Regions from separate parts of the Sus scrofa genome. Here region 1 is linked to region 2. The links are chromatin contacts, called in public Hi-C maps. All regions are on one chromosome and are shown on one strand. Each heading gives the region's core, a stretch centred on a gene start, on an enhancer-like site or on the middle of the called end of the contact. The rest is flanking DNA. Distances are from core to core; before and after follow the strand shown. Region 1 holds the start of RPAP3 (RNA polymerase II-associated protein 3). Region 2 holds the start of AMIGO2 (amphoterin-induced protein 2).

Region 1 (3,094 bases), core at 207-2,706, 420 kb after region 2:
GGCCTGCCTACGCCATAGCCACAGAAACTTGTGACCCAAACTGCATCTCCGACCTACACCACAGCTCATAGCCAACGCCATATCCCCCACCCACTGATTGTGGCCAGGGATGAAACCCACATCCCCATGGATACTAGTCGGGTTCATTACCACTGAGCCACAACAGGAACTCCCGATTACATACAGTTTTAATGGAATTTTTTTAGGAACAGAGATAAAATGAGCTGAGTAAATAAGACATAACGGAGATCAGCATAATTTTGCCTTTCATAACCTAAAATTGCTCAGGAGTATGGGTGGAGGGGGGCAGTGAGAAACAGGGTAAAAGAAGATACAGGAGGGGACAGGTGGGGAGGCGGGGAACGGACTGGGGGTCTGGGACTGGCATATGCACACCGAGGTATACAGAACCATGGACCAACAGGAACCTGCTGTACAGTGCAGAGAACTCTACAGAGTATACTGTGATAATCTATGTGGGAAAAGAATCAGAGAATGGATATGTGTGCATGTATCACTGGCTCACTTTGAAGTACGGCAGAAACTATCACAGCCTCGTAACTTAACTATATTTCAAAAAACTAAAAAAAAAAAAAAAAAAAAAAAAGATATAGGAAAGGGGATGAGTGATGGGGCAAGGTGCCCAAAAAGTGCAGTAGGTTTGGAGGGAAAGATAGAGGAGACTAGAAAAATGATTCTTCTTGGAGGAAAAGATGTTTGCAACGACAGATAAGACCCCTAGTCATGGCCCAGAAACTAAAGTTTAAGCTTCTTTCAGGCAGTGCCCATATTTGATCATATATGTACATCTCATGAAAAAAATAAAACTAGAACAATGCTTTGCGGGGGGGGCTCAAAAAACGTGAATAAAAGCGTAACAAGGCATTGAGTTACTGTAGGAAGTAGAAAGCTTTTCCATTTCACCCATCACCTCTCTGCTCCCACAGAACCTGTATCCAGGCACGCAACCAGAAACTTCCAGCGCCTGGAGGTATCACTTTCTACTCTACATCCGAGCGAGCATTGCACACCCCCGCCGAAAGGGGGCGGGCCCCACAGAGGTCTCGGGAGGGTGGGTCTGCGGCCCTGACCACCACAAACCGACCAATGCCCGCGGCACCCAGGGTGGAGAGACCCCCAGCAAAGCTGACCGTCTAGGGACTGGCCTCCCGAACTCGCTCCCCAGTGCGCCGCTACCCTGGACACCGCCACGCCGCCCCAACGCGGTGCCCCCGCCGCCCGCCCTGGCCTTCTCGGTCTCTCCCGGTACCCACAGCAGCAAACCCTCCTCCTGCGGGGAGACCCCAGAAGCCTCCTTGCTGCCGTAGCTCCCTCGCAAAAAGTGACAACCGTAAAGCTGGCTCACCTCACCAGGCCACTACCGGCCCCACAACCGCCGCGCCCGACTCTCAGCTACTCACGCCGGCCCCGCCTTCCTGAGCTATCCCACAAGTCCTCGCGTGGCCTCGCCCCGCCCCCTGGAGCCAGGACGGAGCGTGCGCAGAAGATCAGGTGCGCTGAGCCCTCCTCCTCTGGGTGGAATCAGCCTAGAGGATTGACAGGTGTGTTAAAGCAAAATCTGACTCTGCCTGCTTCCAGCTTCACAGTAGGTACTCCAAAAACTGCAGGATCATCCTGGCCTGTTCTGATTCCCCACATAATAATAACTTGAATAATGCTTTGGATCGCTCCCACTGTTATCCCTAATATTTGCCTTGCTGGTTTGTAACCGTATTTTATCACTTTTGTGCATATGAAAATCACGTGGGGGAATTCCCGTCGTGGCTCAGCGGAAACGAATCTGTCTAGGATCCATGAGGATGCAGGTTCAATCCCTGGGCTCGCTCAGTGGGTTAAGTATCTGGCGTTGCCGTGAGCTGTGGTGTAGGCCAGTGGCTACAGCACCGATTCAACCCCTAGCTTGGGAACCTCCATGTGCCATGGGTGAGGCCCTAAAAAAAAAAAAAAAAGAAAGAAAAGAAAAAGAAAATCATGTGGGAAAGTTACTGTTTCTCTACCATGAACAGGCTATGGTAACTATACTAATTTTGCAGGGTTTTTTTTAATCTTTAAGTACTTGTATTTGGCAAATCTGTTCTTCAGTCTGACTACCTTGCACTTTTGCAAGTAAATTCCTTCCTTTTCTAAGTATCTATCTCTGAATCTTTCTTGGACGTGTGTCAGTATTAAGACCTATCTTTTGATGTGCCCTAGCCACTAAGTGAAAAGAACATGAAGCTTTTAACATTATGTGCTTCTGCTTCCTGTGTGAGTGAACTTTCATTTTCATGGCAAGTCTAAAACTGTAAAACAGGAGTTCCAGTCGTGGCTCAGTGGTTTATGAACCCGGCTAGTATCCATGAGGACGCAGGTTCAATTCCTGGCCTCAGTGGGTTAAGGATCCTGCGTTGCCTGAGCTTAGGCGTAGGTCACAGACGTGGCTCAGATCCCACATTGCTGTGGCTACAGCTCTGATTAGACCCCTAGCCTGGGAACTTGTATATGCCACAGATGCAGCCCTGAAAGGCAAAAAAAAAAAAAAAAAGTATAAAACAAAATAAAATTGTAAAACAAAAATAATTTTAAAAGCCCGTGAAAACAGACAGAAACAAATAAACCTTTCCATCTGAAATAGCCCTATAATTTTTTCTTTTTAGCTTTTTTTTAGGGCTGTTCCTGCGGCATATGGAGATTTCCAGGCTAAGGGTCGAATCTGAGCTACAGCTGCCAGCCTACGCCACAGCTCACTGCAACGCCAGATCCTTAACCCACTGAGCAATGCCAGGGATCGAACCTGCAACCTCATGGTTCCTAGACAGATTCGCTAACCACTATGCCTCAACGGGAACTCCTAATGTGGTAATGTTTCCATTTCCTTTTCATCTGTATATGTTTTTATATTTAAAGTGGGTTTCTTGTTACAACATATAATTGGGTCTTATTTTTGTTTTTGTTTCATTTTGCTTTTTAGGGCCGCGCCCACAGCATATGGAAGTTCCCAGTCTAGGAGTTGAATTGGAGCTACAGCTGCTGGCCTACACCACAGCCATAGCAACATCAGATCAAAGCTGCATGTGCAACCTACACCACAGCT
Region 2 (2,952 bases), core at 449-2,948:
CATGGGAAACTGCATGAGGAAGTTTCCACTTAAGTAGAGTTTTTGCAAGTGGGGGAGCCCTCCAAATGCTGAAGGATCAAGATAGGAAATGTGATTATTGTAAAGCAGGAGCACTTCCAGAACCTTCAACTCCTGGAACACGGCACTCTTCACGGTCTTTAGCTTGTTGGATGATAAGTCAAGACACTTCAGATTTGGAGTTGTGGAGAAACTGTCCGTGGAAATGCTCGTGATGTTATTATGACGAATAATGAGGGTGTTCAACTTTACAAAGGAAACCGGCAGCCACTCAGAATCCAGAAGCCCGATTCTGTTGTAACTCAGATCCAGCCTCTTAATCAGCCTGAAAAGGTTCCCAGGCACCTTGGACAGGTTTTTGTTGGTGCAGCTCACGATGTCAGTGGCACAGATACAAGCGGTGGGGCACACCCCGGAGGTGCCACGACTCACAGTCACCGTGATCACCAACAAACACAGCAGTTCCCTGCAGCCCGGTCTGACAACTCTAGGCAGGGTGGGCAGTGCGCGTAAACGTAAAGACATGGTCGCCTCTAAGTCTCTTCTGGGCGCCTTTGCCACCAGCTCAGCCTCCCACCAGTCAACCTGGTAAACAATCAATATTTAAAGAGGAGTAAAAAAGCAAAGTTAACTACCCCTAGTTAACCCTTAAGAGTAATAGCTAGCTTTCTTTCCCATAACTTTTGAAATCGAGGGTTTTTTATTTTTTTTCCCCACTGGGGAGCCTATGTGTCCTCTTTACTGTTGGATGCATTCTATCAACACAACCGTATCAATATCTGAAACAATTTCTTTTAAGGTGCATCATACGTTGTCCCCCCCCTTTTTTAAAAACTCTCTCCAAGAAACACAGAAATACACAAACGCATCTTATAAACAATTATAAGGAAATACTTAGCAAGCAAGCTACCCGTACAGAAAGCAACTCACAGAGCTGGGTAGCCTCAGGGGCACCGGGAATAGGCCGCCCACAGTGGTGTCTTCTGCAGATCTGTGCGTCCGTCTGTCTATGTCTGTCACTCTGGCATCTTAAGAGTTCCTTTCCCTTTTGCTCCCGGCGGGCGGCAGCCTCTCGCTGGCTCGCAACTTTGGAGAGTTTCAAGCAATAGCAGTGGCGGCAGCAACCCCGAGCGCAGGAAACAGCTCGGCCGGCTCCGGTTGGTTCTCCCGAGCTCTCTTCATTGCTCCGCTGAAGGTACCGCCTGGGCACTCGAGCCGTCGCGTGCCCGCGCGCCAGGCGCCCGGCTCCCGGAGCCGGGCCCAAGCGGCGGGGGCGCGAGCAGGGGGTCGGAGCGACCCCGCCTCTCCGTGCTTGGGAGGCTGCAGGGACCCGAGTTCCCCGCGCAGCACTGGCCGGGTTTTATCCCGGCGCGCCTGGGGTCGGGTGCGGGGCGGGAAGACCGGTCCCGCCCCTGCGCGTCCTCCCTCCAGCGGGAACCAGCTCCCTCGCTGCGGACGAGAGCGGGCCGAGCGCGCGACGGGGGGCGCGCGGCGCAGGGAGGGGGCGGCGGCGCAGCCAATCCGAGCGGCGGCTGGTACCCCCCTCGCCCCCACCCGGCGGCACTGCTGCCACCTCTGCCGCGCTCCTTCCCGCGCCCCGGGAGGGTGGCCGCGCAGGCGGGGCAGGGGTCCACACCCGAGGCCAGGGCTGGCGTCCCCCAAGCGGTGGACGCGCTCGCGCGCTTCTGAGGATTGCGTCCGTGCGCCCAGCCCCTATCTGCGGGGTGATGGGGTGGGGGAGGTTAAGGGACACGCCCATCCCGGAAGGGAGAGGTCGCTCCCTAGAAGACCCACTTCGTCCCGACTGTGCAGGTCGCGTCTCTCTCCCAGCCAGTCAGCTGAGCTCCCCGACCTCATACGGCTTTCAGTGGGCAAAGGCCACGGGGGCTCTCACAGCGCTAAGTGCGGTAGGTTTTAAAGGTTTACAAAATAAACACAGAAGCAGCCTCCGTCTCCGCCCACATTCGGGGGTGGAGGTTGAGGGGGAAGGGAAATCGGGCACGTTCCCTCCCATGCAACAGGATCTCTGCTTGGGGGAAGGAAGCGGGAAAGCGCATCGGGGACACTCCGCACCTCCTTGGGAAAGTTCTATCCCTTTGCTAACTCTGGACGCAGCTTCAAGGTGCCCCATTCGCGATGGAGAAGCGCAGGAAAAAAGGGTTGGAGTCGAGGCGAAGATAAGAGTATTAAGCTTAAAGGGGGGGGGGGACCCAGAGCCAGACTTTTTTTTTTTTTTTTTTTTTTTTTTTTATCGTGTTCGCAATGGACAGTGACTGATCCCAGAGAGGGTGTCTGCGCGGAGGTTCTTCATCCCTTCCCTAGAAGCAGGTTAAGAAAGAGGCAAGGCCAGGTGGGCAAGGCCGGGCACAGTTAGGTGGGGGATGTGGAGCTGATGAGCTTTCCGATTAAAAATCCATTTTTGTTTAATTCCGAGATCAGTTTTAACGATGGGATTTGACTGAGCCAAATGGCCCATTTATCCATTATATCCGGCTTAAAAGAGCTATATTACTGCCTTGACAAGAGATGCTAACCAAAGCAGAGGGAGAAAGACATTGAAAAGAGGAGCAAATTGAGAAAAACAATTGAGTAAAATATTACTTTAAAAAAATAGGAATAATGACGAAGACAACTCATTCGCTCCTTCCCCCCATCACTTGAGCAACCTTGAAGTTAATGAGAGTTGGCCCCTGCATTGTCCATGAATGGATTCATGTTGTAGCGTAGATCTGTTAGGCGAAAGTGCCAAATTTAATGCATCATTAATTCAGTCAGGCTTTTTATGGAATGACTGTGCAATAGCACTGGTAAATCAAGATTTTTCAGTTGAGAACAGCTTGATTCAGATTAGTTTCAGTTTCATGAAAAGTTGAAGTTTCTCATAAGAATACAGCCTGAAATGCTTCAGGAAAGCATTGCTTACTGTTCCCAGGG

The links. A called contact is a pair of places that touch in the nucleus more often than the background predicts.
Region 1: a contact with region 2 is called in a Hi-C map of liver, with 3 times the contacts expected there. The contact joins the promoter of RPAP3 here to the promoter of AMIGO2 in region 2. A contact is called at or near these places in 1 of 47 Hi-C or Micro-C datasets (liver) and 1 of 2 datasets of contacts at active chromatin or transcription factors (skeletal muscle).

What each region holds. Positions count from the first base shown.
Region 1 is chr5:78,064,796-78,067,889 of Sscrofa11.1, forward strand. RPAP3 (RNA polymerase II-associated protein 3) reads right to left here and starts at 1,457. Exons shown (of 18, transcript XM_021092589.1): 1 at 1,367-1,457. It overlaps LOC110260775 (a long non-coding RNA gene), which reads left to right and starts at 639. Exons shown (of 3, transcript XR_002344182.1): 1 at 639-1,562.
Region 2 is chr5:77,644,050-77,647,001 of Sscrofa11.1, forward strand. It overlaps AMIGO2 (amphoterin-induced protein 2), which reads right to left and starts at 1,699. Exons shown (of 2, transcript XM_005664161.3): 1 at 949-1,699; 2 at 1-603. The coding sequence starts at 543. The region is part of intron 1 of LOC100626841 (a long non-coding RNA gene); the gene reads left to right.